Linked DNA regions of Sus scrofa: region 2 is linked to region 1. The links are chromatin contacts, called in public HiChIP or PLAC-seq maps. All regions are on one chromosome and are shown on one strand. Each heading gives the region's core, a stretch centred on a gene start, on an enhancer-like site or on the middle of the called end of the contact. The rest is flanking DNA. Distances are from core to core; before and after follow the strand shown.

The links. HiChIP or PLAC-seq counts read pairs in DNA pulled down with a chosen protein or histone mark.
Region 2: an H3K27ac HiChIP or PLAC-seq map of alveolar macrophages shows a contact between it and region 1. The contact joins the promoter of SOAT1 here to the promoter of TOR3A in region 1. A contact is called at or near these places in 1 of 5 promoter capture datasets (liver), 3 of 47 Hi-C or Micro-C datasets (embryonic fibroblasts and liver) and 1 of 2 datasets of contacts at active chromatin or transcription factors (alveolar macrophages).

The regions. Positions count from the first base shown.
Region 1 is chr9:120,855,061-120,861,748 of Sscrofa11.1, reverse strand. TOR3A (torsin-3A) reads right to left here and starts at 1,915. Exons shown (of 6, transcript XM_003130340.5): 1 at 1,308-1,915; 2 at 255-368. The coding sequence starts at 1,800.
Region 2 is chr9:121,040,036-121,047,609 of Sscrofa11.1, reverse strand. It overlaps SOAT1 (sterol O-acyltransferase 1), which reads right to left and starts at 2,399. Exons shown (of 16, transcript XM_021063736.1): 1 at 2,319-2,399.

The sequences.
Region 1 (6,688 bases), core at 666-3,165:
CTCATTTTACCATTTCAATTCAATCCAGCAAACACCTGCTGAAGGCAGCTAGTGTGTACAAAGCCCTCTGCTAGGCCTTCCTTCCTCTCAGCTGTGAGGTTGCAGGGTTTGGATCATGGCCTCTGGGAGCCATGGTGGAGACAGGGAGGCTGCCAGCTGTGGGCAGAAAGAGGTGGGCGCCCTTCACCCTGACATTTCCCTGAATTGCTTCCCCTCCCTGAAGATTCCTGGCCCTTAGGGCTGTAAGGTCCTACCTGTGAAGTTGTTGATGATCCTACAGTCCCCACTGTCACAGCAGTCCTGGAAGCTGCAGTACCACGTGGTCAGGATATCCAGGTACTGCTGGCCCAGCAGGGGAAGACTCCAGCCTGGAAAAGGAGGAGCTGTGAGACAGGGGCGGTGCCCAGAGTTGAGGAGAGGGAACACTGCCTCCCTACCACCAACCAGGCTCTTCTGTTCTCCTGAGCAGTGCCTCAGCAGGGAGGGTGCAAGACTGGGCGCCTCCAGCTCTGAGGAAGTGGGTGGATGGCCTTGCTACACTACAGATGCAGCTCTAGCTGCAGCAAAAGCTCAATTTACCCAACAAATCAGCCTTAAGCACTTTGTCCAGAATGTAAGAAACCCAGGCCCTGCTGGTCCGGCAGGGAGACAGACAGTAACTGGTGATTATCCTTCTTCCTACTTGCTTTGGATTCCAGAATCATCTGATTATGGCCAACCCCAAGTGTCTCAATACTTTTATCAAATGTCAGTTTGAATATACCCATCAGTAACAAAAACCAAACACAAAGACTAAAACAAAAGACTATACAAAAACCATTCACTTGGAATTTAGAAGGCTTTGAATTTAAATGAAAGATATTTCTAGCAGGGGGACCATTACAGCATTCCTATTCCAGGACCTAGAATTAACGACATCGATTGCAAAGGCGCCTCAGAGATCACCGAGTCCACGACAGTGATGTGACAACACTGCCACACCATTTGTCAGAGACAGAAATCAGAACTCGGTGCGGCGGACTCATAACCCAGGCCCCGGCTCCATAAGCAGCAGAGGAGGAGGAGGGGGAGGTACTTGAAGGGTGTCTCCAACCAGGAACTTTCCTTAAAGCCATGGAGAAGGTGGGCAAGAGCAGCAATTTGGAATGATGCTGCCGGGCCCTCAGTCTGGCCGGAACAGCAGCGCCGCAGGCTAAGGCGCCGGCCTGCGTCCTAGGGCCGGCGCGAGGCTCCGAACTGCACCCCGAAGCACTGTGCCCCGCGCTTCTGCCCGCGCGCCCCCGCCTTCCTGAGCCAGCGAGTCTTACCCAGGGGCCGCGCGGGCGCTTCCTCATCCTTCCCACAGGCCTCGGGCCACAGGCGGCAGCTGAAGAGGGCCCAGTAGCGTCTGGAGAGGGCGCCGGCCGCCCTCAGATGCTCCCGCAAGCGCTGGAAGGCCTTCCAGGCCCGACCCGAGTCCGCCTCTGCCGCCTCGTCCCTCGACCTCGCGTGGTCGCCGTGTCCCCGCGCGCCCGGGGGCGGCGGCAGCAGTAGAAGCAGCAGGAGCCAGAGCCAGAGGCAGAACGGATGCCGCCGGCCGCAAAGCATGGCCAGCCCTGCTACCGCTCCCCTCCGCCGCCCGGCCCTCTCGGCCCTTTGGAGCCCCGGGCTGGCGGGCGGGCGCCGGCACTTCCGAGGCCCTGATTGGCTGGGGATTGGCGTTGCCCTGGGAACCGCAGGCAGCTGAACTCGCCCCCACGTGACCCAGGGCGAACCTGGCGTCCGCCGGGAACCGAAACCGACTGGAGCCCGGGAGGGCATCCAGAGGCCGACTGTGGGTTCCGCCACCCAGCGGGGTCTCGCTGCCAGGCAGCAGTCTATCTGGACGACTGTGGTTGCGAAGAAGTCGAAGTCAGGCCTTGAGATGGCCACTGTCAATCACCCGTTGGTTTCGGGGTCTCTGGTGGCCCATCTGAAGCCCACCAAATTAGGGCACCCATTTTGCCTTGTTTCCTTGGCCGCAGATCATCTTCCGGTCAACCTGTTAGTAGAAACTAGGCAACCATCTCACCCTGGAGCTTGAGTTGCTGGGGAAGTCGGCCCTGGGCCTGGCTCCTCTACAAAGGGAAATGAGAGAAGCAAATGATCAGCGGGTTTCTGCTACAGCTGGGAGTCTACCAAAAGCAAGAGGAAGCTGGTGGGCTGCAGTCTGGAGGTATTTGGGTTTTAGAAACGCCCAGAATCATGGGAAACTCCCAAGGTTTCATGTCAGTGTAACCATAGCCCTTTAAAAACAAGTTAGCTGAGTACTGGGTGCACTTCCTTGGCTAAGTTTGCAGCGTTGAAGTGCTTATGAGGGTGAGCACCTTCTCAGATACCACTGGCAAGACCTGAGGGCCTTTTTCCAGGGACTCCCTTCTCCATAACATGTAAGGAGATTGCGAGATTTCTGAAGAGCTTAATGCATTTTTCAAGATCACCTGAAGCCACTGGCCTAAGCACCACCTTGTCCTAGGAAGAAACTTCTGTCTAGAAATCCTGAGACTTGACTAATTTCATAGGTTCAGTGGCCTTGAGGCTGGGCTCTCCTAGCACCACATCACATCTCACAAATGTCACAGCCAAATTGATTTGTATGTTCATTCCAGTATTTTTTTTTTTTTTTTTTTTTTTTGTCTTTTCTAGGGCCGCACCTGTGGTACATGGAGATTCCCAGGCTAGGGGTCTAATCGGAGCTGTAGCCACTGGCCTATGCCAGAGCCACAGCAACGCAGGATCTGAGCCGCATCTGCGACCTACACCACAGCTCACGCAACGCCAGATCCTTCACCCACTGAGTGAGGCCAGGAACCCGCAACCTCATGATTCCTAGTCTGGTTCGTTAACCACTGAGCCACGATGGGAACTCCTCCAGTCTCTTAGATTACACTCAGTGCCGGCCAGGTCTGCTCCATCCTCAAGAGCTCACCAAATGTGCTCCTGCCTTGCATTCAAACAGCTATAGAGAGCAGATAAGCACCTGTGTGAGAATACCGACAGTTAAATTGAAAAGTAACATTAGGAGTTCCCGTCGTGGTGCAGTGGTTAACGAATCCGACTAGGAACCATGAGGTTGCGGGTTCGATTCCTGCCCTTGCTCAGTGGGTTAACGATCCGGCGTTGCCGTGAGCTGTGGTGTAGGTTGCAGACGCGGCTCGGATCCTGCATTGCTGTGGCTCTGGCGTAGGCCGGTGGCTACAGCTCTGATTCAACCCCTAGCCTGGGAACCTCCATATGCCACGGGAGCGGCCCAAGAAATAGCAACAACAACAACAACAAAAGACAAAAAAAAAAAAAAGAAAAGTAACCTTATATCGTGTCTTAGCCGTTCCGAATAATGGCCGAATTGAACCCAAACCTTCCATAGAGCAGAGGCCACCACACCAGTGCTGTGTTATATGCAATGACACTCATGAAACCCTTCAAAGGACAGTTAACAAGGAACACACAATTACGCTTATTTGGAAATTGAAACTATTAACTCATTCAGTAAATGTTGTTTGAGCATGAATGGCAGTCTAGTATAGTGAGTAACCGAATGGCCCCTACTACTTTTTATGTGTCGCCTTGGGTGTTAAGTAACTGTCATTTGCCTCCGTTTCTCCACCTATAAAATGGAGATAAAAGTCACTTCATAGGGGTGCTGTAAGGGTTAACCTTTATTAGTGTATATGCCCCACCCTGGAGGAGACTCTGGATGGTTTATACAGGAGGCTTTGGAAGACTTTATTTACACTAGTGGACTGTACCGGTGAATTAACTTATGGTGATAAAACAACTAGTCTTTACACTAGTTTCTTTAGGAAAATCCAAGTTTTAAGACTGTGGAAATAATTATATACTTGTAACTTTTATGTAGGGCTAACTGCTAATATTTGAGATGTTTTGATTTGGATTTAACATTTCATAGTACATAAAGCAGGTAGCTTGGAAGTTCTTGGACAAATGATTTGATCTCAAGACATATTTTTCCTAATAAACATTTTTTTCACCAGAGTCGGGCCACAAAGAAACAGTGAACACAAATACCAGTTTTTAGATAAGCCTCTATTTTCAAGAAATTGCTAATATTTCAGTTCTCAGCACTTGGAGGCTCCTGGTTGTAACGCTAGGAGCAAGATCTCATGGATGATGGGGACACCTAGAGGCTCTTATGAAAACTACAGGCAGCTAGGATTCCTTAGCAAGCAAACTCAGCACTGCTCAGGAATGCTCCAAGGACGGGAGGCTTTGGCATTGCCCTGGAGCTTGTTAGAAAAACAGAAACTTAGGCCCCAAACTTAATCAAATATGCATTTTGGGAAGTTTCCATGTGGTGCAGTGGGTTAAGGATCTGGCATTGCCACAGCTGTGGTGTAGTTCAATCTCATCTGCCTTTAAAACAATTTTTGGGTAAAAAAAAAAAAGTCTTTATCTCCAAATAAATTTGGCATGTAAAAAGCAAACTCTGGGAGTTCCTGTCATGCCTCAGCAGTTAATGAACCAGACTAGTATCCATGAGGATGCAGGTTCGATCCCTGGCCTTGTTCAGGGCATTGTTCACAGCATTGCCATGAGCTGTGGTGTAGGTTGCAGATTTGGCTCGGATCTGGCATTGCTGTGGCTGTGGTGTAGGCCAGCAGCTGTAGCTCTGATTAGATCCCTAGCCTGGGAACCTCCATATGCCATGAATGCAGCCCTAAAAAGACCAAAAACAAACAAAAAAGCAAACTCTGAAAACACAAATGAATGTTTCACAGCTCGTCTATGTGCCAGCGGCTCCTTTAACATCCCTGAAATAGAGTAACTGAAGCTTCACGGTGGACTGAGAATTCCTCCCCAGAGACAGCACAGCTGATGAAAACCAGAGGAAAGCCCTGCAGGGATATTTCTGCTGACCCAGGTACTGAAAAGAGAGCACAGGCCCAGGGGACCCTGTATCTTCTGAGCATCCGGCTTGGCATTCCTGGAGTGGGTTCTATGCACAGCCCATGTCAAGCCTGGACCCATCTCCCCTTCCCTCAGTGTAGGTCCTGCCTGCCTCTCTCAACCTCCGGTGAGTCTTTCCTGCTCCTCACTTCCACTCTAATTTATCCAATGCCTGAAGCATCTGGTACCTCATAAGCAGTCTCTTCTGCTAGGACTATGGCTCTTCGAGGGAAGAGACAGCCATTATCATCTCGACGGCACCGGGCACCAGGCCCAAGTGTCTAATGAGGGATGTGACGTCATCCTATCATTGCTTGGGACTTCCACAGCAGTCCACCTACAAAACCCACCCATGCTAATAAGCCGGTGGTTAGGACCATTCTTGTCTGTTTTACAAAATGAGCCCACGACACACCCTCCCTACTCCAGCTGCCTTTTCAGGCTTCAACTCCAGTCTTTCTGGTATGTTTGAGAAACAGATGAAGCCTTAAGGGCTCCAGGGAGTAGCATCCCCACAGGCCTTGTTTACTATAGGGAGTGTACCTACGTCCAGATGGACATTAATCTCTAACCCCCTGTGACTCAGTTTATGGGAAGAAAAGGACAAAGAAACCAGGAGACTTAAGGGACATTTCCACCCCAAGACCCTATTGGACAAGAACTGATACAGGTAATTGAGCAAGGCCAATGGGAGAAAACCACGTCTTTCTGGACCCATGCTAGTACCCCCCCCATAGGAGTTTTTAATGGATAAAAACTCCTATAGGACAACAGAGAAAGGGGGCTCTTCTCCCTGCTCCCAGCAGCCCTGGGAGCTATTTGCTTTCCTTTAATAAAGACTTTGCTGCGGGAGTTCCCATCGTGGCGCAGCAGAAAATGGTGTAGGTTGCAGATTCGGCTTGGATCTGGCGTTGCTGTGGCTGTGGTCTAGGCCGGCAGCTGTAGCTCCAATCAGACCCCTAGCCTGGGACCCTCCATATGCTGGGGGTTCGGCTCTAAAAAAACAAAAGACCAAAAAAAAAAAAAAACAAAAAAAAACTTTGCTTGCTTGCTGCCTTAAAAAAAAAAAAAAAAAAGAAAGAAAGAAAGAAAGAAAGAAACAAATGAAGCCTGAAATCTCTCCCGGAAAAGGATCCTCTGAGGTGAGTCAGGGAGTAACATGTACTCACCGCAGCCTCCCTTTGGCATTCAAGTATGAGTGACGAAAACTGGCACCAACAAAAATGCCACAAAGCAAGTAAAAATCTTGAGAGCTCTGTTTAGTTGTTGGGTTAAGATTTATGATGCTACATTTCCATTTCAAAAGTTTAAAGTCTGGGAGTTCCCGCTGTGGTGCAAAAGGTTAAGGATCCAGTGTGTTTGCAGTGCTCAGGTAGCAGCTGAGGCGTAGATTTGATCCTGGGCCCAGAGACTTCCACAGGCCTCGGATGCAGCTAAAAAATAAATAAATAAATAAAAGTTTAAAGTGTGGGTGTCCTTAAGAATTATAATCAGGCAACTGGTCTTTTCTTCAAGGCCTCTATGGTACTGTTCTGACAAGTGATTTGGGATTCATACTTCTTATCTCTCAAGAAGCTGCAAGAATGGAGTTAACTATGAAAATAAACAAAAAGCACTGAAGAATTATCCTTTTGAAAATCTTGGTTCAGTCACAACCTGACAGGGGCCTTTTGAAGACTAGTGAGAAGTGTAAATTCTGTCGATTCTGCCAGACAATCGCTGTGGACGTTTATGTGGATGCGGAAGGTGTAATCTTCTGCCC
Region 2 (7,574 bases), core at 1,150-3,649, 190 kb before region 1:
TCGTTAACCACTGCGCCATGACAGGAACTCCTGAACAATCATTTCTTAAGAATCCAGTCAGTTCACTGGTTTCAGAATATTCAGTGTGGTGGTATCTAACTTGCCTTAAGAAAGCAAAATGACTGGAGTTCCTATGGTGGTGCAGTGGAAATGAATCTGACTCGGAACCATGAGGTTGCAGGTTTGATCCTTGGCCTTGCTCAGTGGGTTAAGGATCCGGCGTTGCCGTGAGCTGTGGTGTAGGTTCCAGATGCAGCTCGGATCCTGCATGGCTGTGGCTGTGGCTGTGGCGTAGGCCAGCTCAGATTAGACCCCTAGCCTGGGAACCTCCATATGCCAAAGGTGGGGCCCTCAAAAGACAAAAGACAAAAAAAAAAAAAAAAAAAAAAAAAAAGAAGGAAAAGAAGCAAAATGAAAATAACTGGATTGAACCACTGAAGTGAATGATGTTAGAAAGAAGTGTCCACTTCAGCCTGCCATATACCTACTATTAAAGCCTTCTTGCTATGTTGGGGGGGGGGGGGGGGGGGGGGAAGAGAGGATAATTAGCAGATAAAGACAACAATCCAAAACAAACTTATCCCTCTGGCTTCCAAACAACAATTTGGTCTAGTACAACCTACAATATTTACATATCAAGAAGAACTAGGTCAATATGTCAATTAGCAAACCCAAGGAAACCAGACAAATTCTTACGTGCATTTGTATGGCCCGTATAATCATTTCTCCTAGAGGATAAATTCCAAAAGTAAATTTTGTTAACCGCCTTTGTTAAAAACTATTTTCCATTTCGTTCCCAAAGGAAACAGGAACCTTCCCCAATTAACATTTTCCATTCAAAATTCCCCTCCACTGTCCTCCAACTCATTCATCCTTTCATTGTGCCAGGTGCTGGTTGAGGCGTTGAGAATGAAGACCTAAATTAGGACTAGCCCAGCCTTCATGAAATTTACATGCCATTAGAGAAAAGGAAGCATCTAAGTAACTAATGGAGCCCATTACAATTAATGCAGCTAAAGAAAATAAGTGCTAGGAGAGATGAACAGGCAGAGTATCCATTTACTGAAGAAGTGACATTTGTTTGGGTTGATACTGAGGAAAAAGGTATGAGAAGGAGAGAAGAGTGAATTAAAGATGGAGGAAACCTTTAAAAACCAGAAAATAGTAAAGAGAAAGAAGCTTTCTTAAAATAAAAATAAAACCAGTGACCCTAGAGAACCAGGAAAATAGCAACCCAAACTGAACTGAAGACAAGCATGGCAGCAGCGTTTTGATCTTTATCCTAAGAAGGTGAAGTCTTCGAAGAGTTCTCAGCACATCATGCAATGAGAAACGTTCATTTTTAAATGGTGACTCTTGAATGCATCAGAGCTCCTTCTAAAATCCATTTTCATGCCCAGACAGCACACAACTTCCGTAGCCATTCATTCATCCATTGATACCGCTCAACTTGAAGCAAGGGAAAAAAGACGAATGCTTCAAGTTGATTTCTACTCAAGGGAAAGGCAAGCACTCTGAAGAAAAGTAGTCTAAACAGATAGCAGCCCCTTAAATATTAAGTGATAATAAACTTTATATATAAACATGGAGAGCATAGTTTACAGCTGTTTCTCGCTTACAAATAACATCTAAACACATATATCATTTAAACTGCACGGCTATTAACATTTAAAAACTACAGAAACTTAATTACATCCTAATACTAAGGATATTTACTAATATTTACTAAGATAAAATATGAGCTTGATTAAGATTTTGGTACCCAGATTTCGGATGTCCTGAAGTACCATCAACACACGTTTTTCCTAAAATCAATCAAAAGCTGACTTCCTCAGGGCGTTTTTGGTTTCGTTTTTTTAAGGAATAAAATGTGTTCTAATTCATAACTTTCTTTACTACTGCCTTGAGAGATGCCACAAGACGGGGGGGACACCAAACAAACCCGGCTCCCGAAGCTAACTTTCCCGCCTGTCCCATCCCCCAAACTGCCCAGGACTCGAGCAGTCTCCCGCTCCCCCGGCTCCCCCGCCCCTGAGCCCGGGACAAGGCCAGGCCGGCCCGGCCAGAGTTGCAGCCACCACTTCTGTCCCCTTCCTCTCTGGCAGAAGTGGGTGGACCGAGGCGGGAAGTGAGGAGGGAGCCGGGGAGCATGAGCATTACCTGGGGCCGGAGCCCGACAACAGGGACCTGAGCAAGGAGAGCAAAGCCGGGAAACCGTCACAGCGTGGGTTGCAGGAAGGTCAGTTCGCAGCCGAACTCCGGCTGCCCCAGGCCGGCAACGCAACCAACCGCAGACCAAGAATAAGCGTCCAACTCACCAGCCCCTCCGCCCCCAGCCTCGCAGCCCGCTACGCAGCGTAACGCGCACGGCCCTCGCCGGCTCAGGATTTTATTGGTGGTCCGGGCGGCCGCCAGGCTCCGCCCACCGCCCACGGGCGCCCCGCCCCTTCCTCGGCTCGCGGGTTCAAGGGGTCCCCTGCAAGAGGCACTTGGGGCCAACAGAACGTGACGCCGGCCGCAGCAGCCTTTTTTTCCATTTCTGCCCCTGCAATCCAATGTGTAGCAGAAATGCGACGGAGATTAGAAGCTGTAGGTCCGAAAATGCACCCTGCATGGTTGCGCAGGATTGGCGAGCTCGGTGCCCTTCTTGAGACCGTATGTAGATCGTTGTAGTTTGCGCTGACCTCCCAGGACACCTAGGCGCACTAGCCAGAGGCTAGTCATGGAATGCTTTAATGCTTTGTATACTGTTCTTAACTGTGTCCTTCAGCAAATTAGATAAAGAGACAGTAAGATAAGAGAAATGGGCCAATTATAAATTAAAAGGGGACTTCATAATCAAAGAAAAACTATGTTGCCGAGAGATTTGGGACATAGATTAGAAGCAATAGTTAGACTGTATCTGTTTAGGTCCCTTAGATTTTATGAAGGCAAAGGTGTGGGTGAAACTAAAGATAGGTAAAAAGGGGGTGATGAGGGCAGCAGAGACTGGAGCGCCACACTCACAGCCAGCAAGCTACCCTATCCTGCCTTATCAGTCCAGCCCTACAGCAAACTGTATGAGATGGCTCCCAGGACCCCATCAGACTGCCCTGCACAAATGGATCAAGTTTCCCTGTACTGACTACACTCTGCACATTTTACACGGAAGATTTGTAGGAGTTCCCATCCCTGGCTCAGTGGAAACAAATCTGATGAGCATCCATGAGGATGCAGGTTTGATCCTTGGTGTTGATCAGTGGGTTAAGGATCTGTCATTGCCGTGAGTGGTGGTGTAGGCTAGAGGCTACAGTTGATTTGACCCCTAGCCTGCGAATCTCCATATACTGCAGGGGTGGCCCTGAAAAGACAAACAAAAACAAGGGGAAGATTTGCATAAATTCCCCTGGACACCCAGAGTGGCCAGCACTGTTCATCCCAAAGCAGAATGGGCCTCAGCATTGAATCAGTGTAGGCTGGGCCGACCCATCCAGTTTATATATGTCTACAGTCATGATTGCTAATTCTGCCAACTGGATGATAATAGGATCTGGCAAATTCCAATGGCTTTTGTCCTTCACTCTCCCCACCAGTTTAAGAGCAGTAGGAACACAGGGACTCATTTCTTTGAGACTGATGGCCACTATATACATGTGTGCCAAGAAGATTCCTGTCTTTTCTTTTGTTCAATTTATTCATTCATTCATTCAAAAAAAAAAAAAACAAAACAAAACATTGTGAGGAGTTCCTGTCGTGGTGCAGCAGAAATGAATCCAACTAAGAATCATGAGGTTGTGGGTTCCATCCTGGCCTCCTCAGTGGGTTAAGGACACAGTGTTGCCATGAGCCGTGGTGTAGGTCACAGATGTTGCTTGGATCTGGCGTTGCTGTGGCTGTGGTGTAACCTGGCAGCTGTAGCTCTGATTCAACCCCTAGCCTGGGAACCTCCGTATGCTGTGGATGTAGCCCTACAAAGCAAAAAAAAAAAAAAAAAAATTGTGTTTTGGAGTTCCCGACGTGGCACAGTGTGTTAAGGATCAGGCATTGCCACTGCTGTGGCATAGGTTGCAGCTGCAGTTGTGGATTTGATCCCTGTCTGGGGAGTTCCCATATGCTTCAGGTGTGGCTAAAATTGAAAAAAAAAAAAAAGTTGATAAAATAATTGATAATAGTGTTAAGTGATGGAAGAAAACAAAAGAAAGGACTTTTTGAAAAGAAGATCTGAACAAAGACTTAATGAGGAGAAGGAGCCAGCTACGCCAATTATGGGAAGGAGAAAGCGATTCTAGACAGAGGACAGGGGTGTGAAAGTGCTGATGCTGAACAGCTTTGGCTTTTTTGAGGAACAGAAGGCTTTTGTGGAGAGTATGAGATTGAGGTTGGCCAGTTAAGCAGAAGCCTAATCATATTGTTTGGATTTTCTGGTTGCTAAATGATTTCAAGTCTTATTTTTAAGTCAACCTATTTTCTAGAGAATGACTTGGAGGGGGGCTGAACGAGAACAGAAAGCAGCCAGAGCTCCAGTCAGGCGCTATTGGACCAGTCCATGGGATATGCGAAGGTAATTGGATTAGGGTGGTTGATAGAGGAAAAAAAGAAGTTGGGTCATCTCGGAATATTTTCCTGAGGTTCATGTGTGAAGAAAGGAACAAGGTGACTCCCAGTTGGCTTGTTTAAGCAAAGCAGGAGGATGGCAATGTCATCTAGCTGAAGGGGGAAGACCATTTAATATGACTGGAGGGACCCTGAAAGCCTCCGCCCAAACTCCGAGCCTCTCCCACTACTGGTCAGAATCTCATATCACTCAATCCTTGAGGTCAAGGCTGGATTAAATACAAATGTTGATTTCGGAGTTCCCATCATGGCTCAGTGGTTAACGAATCCGACTAGGAACCATGAGGTTGCGGGTTCGATCCCTGACCTTGCTCAGTGGGTTAGGGATCCAGCGCTGCTGTGAGCTGTGGTGTAGGTTGCAGACGTGGCTCGGATCCCCGAGTTGCTGTGGCTGTGGTGTAGGCCGGTGGCTACAGCTCCAGTTAGACCCCTAGCCTGGGAACCTCCATATGCCAAAGGAGCGGCCCAAGAAATGGCAAAAAGACAAAAATAAATAAATAAATAAATGCGAACGCTGACTTCATTACATTCCAAAAGCTGTGTTACAGAACTTAGATTAGTTGCTAGGGGTTATGCTGATGAATAAGAACCACTGTCTGCGGGGGAGATTGATAATAACTAAGCCATTTCAAGACAATAGGACAAGTATCATAGTAAAAAATGTAATAAAAGTGCCTGCCTTACAGAGGCAATGTAAGGATGACATGAGTTAATACCCGCAAAGCTCTAAGTACAGTGCTCGATAATGATTAACAGTTATTTCACACGTTTCTATGCTATTGTTGACATTGTTATCTTCTGGATACAGTGGGAGCAGATGGAATAATTATCACATTCTTCTACTCTTGAAGGAAGATTGAATGGAGGAAGCCTGACTGCAGCTTTCTGAACCAGTAGGAAGAAGCATTTAGTTGGCAGGCAAGGCGTTTAGTTGGAGGAGGGACATTCCAAGTAAAAGAAAAACAAGGTCAAGGACCAATAAAACAAGAGGGAGCCGGGGCCATCTGGGATACAGGAAGGTAGCTGAACATGGTTGAAGTGTGTGCTACTAACCGAGAAGTGGCAAGTGACAAAGTTGGTTTCAGGGTTTAAGAAATCTGGAGATGGAGTTCCCGTTGTGGCTCAGTGGTTAACGAATCCGACTAGGAACCATGAGGTTGCGGGTTTGGTCCCTGGCCTTGCTCAATGGGTTAAGGATCTGGCGTTGCCATGAGCTGTGGTGTAGGTTGCAGACGCAGCTTGGATCCCGCATTGTTGTGGCTGTGGCACAGGCTGGTGGCTACAGCTCCGATTAGACCCCTAGCCTGGGAACCTCCATATGGTGCAGGAGCAGTCCTAGAAAAGGCAAAAAGACAAAAAAAAAAAAAAAAAAGAAAGAAAGAAAGAAAGAAATCTGGAGACCATGCTGAGACATTCTGAGGCAGCCTCCTATAGACAGTGGGGAGCCAGTGAAGGAAGTTAAGTAGGGAACAGGATTTAGGACATGGAACTAGACGAAGTGCGTCTGGAGGTGGAGAGACCAATTAGAAGGGTATTACAGCAATACAGGTGAGAGATGATACCTGCCTAAACGAAGAAGACAGTAGCAAGTGGGATGGAAGGTTGGGACATATTTGAGAGATATTTAAAGAAATAGTTGACATAATTAGAGTGTTTGGAAGTGGTGGTCCAGGATGTGTTCATGAATTCCAGCTTAGGCTGGGGGGCTGGAGTTAGTGCTGACTGCAGTAAGAAAATGCAACCTTGGAGTTCCCTTCATGGCTCAGGGGTTAATGAACCGACTAGGATCCAGAAGGATTCGGGTGCGATCTCTGGCCTCGCTCAGTGGGTTAAGCATCCAGCATTGCCATGAGCTGTGGTGTAGGTCGCAGATAAGGCTTGGATCTGGCACTGCTGTGTCTGTGGCATAGGCCAGCAGCTGTAGCTCTGATTCGACTCCTAGCCTGGGAACTTCCATACGCCACAGGGTGCAGCCCTAAAAAGCAAAAAAAAAAAAAAAAAAAAGGAAAAAGAAAGAAAATGCATCCTTGGAGTTCCTATTGTGGCCCAGGGGGTTAAAGATCCCACATTGCGTGACTCTGATTTGATCCCTGGCACTGTAGGTTAAGAATCCAGCATGCTGCAGCTGTGGTGTAGGTTGCAGCTGGGGCTTGGAATCGACCCCTGGCCCAGGAACTTCTGTATGCCTTGGGTGTGTCCAGAAAAGAAAAAGGAAAAAAAAAGAAAGAAAGAAAGAAAATGCATCCTGGAGAAGAAGGAAGAGTAAGCTTTACTCAGGTTAATATTTAAGCTGGACTAGTCCACCTCCACTGAGACATAAAGTAACTGAACAAGAAGCAATCAAATTTTGTGCAGTTTTACAATAAAACAGCTGTACTGTTTTGTTTTTTTTTTTTTTTTGCTAGTTATGTCAATAATGTAGGCTTATTGCAGAAAATCATCAAATCCAAAAAAGCACAAAGATAAAAGCCATCTAATGTTCTACCACCTAGGGATGTGGCTAAATTTTGATGTGGGGAAGGAAAATAACAATGGCCAGCACCTGGGGACTGAGGTCTGTCACAAGAAGGCACTGGGGTCTGCAGGGGGGCAGAAAGGAAAAGTGAACAAGAACCAAATCAAGTTGTTTTTTTTGGGGTGGGGGGACGGGAACCCATGGCAAGTAGAAGTTCGAAGTCTAGGGATCAAACCCACGCCACAGCAGTGGCCCAAACCACTGCAGTGACAACATTGGATCTTTAACCCGCTGTGCCAGAAGAAAACTCCCAAGTTTTAAAATACAAACATCTAATTTCTTCAAAGGGGCACTTCTTCCTTAATGTTACCAAATAAGCAATAAACATCCCATTCCAAGTGTCATTTCTCCATTGGCACTGAGGCATAACAAAAACATAGGGAGTTCCCGTCGTGGTGCAGTGGTTAACGAATCCAACTAGGAACCATGAGGTTGCAGGTTCGATCCCTGGCCTTGCTCAGTGGGT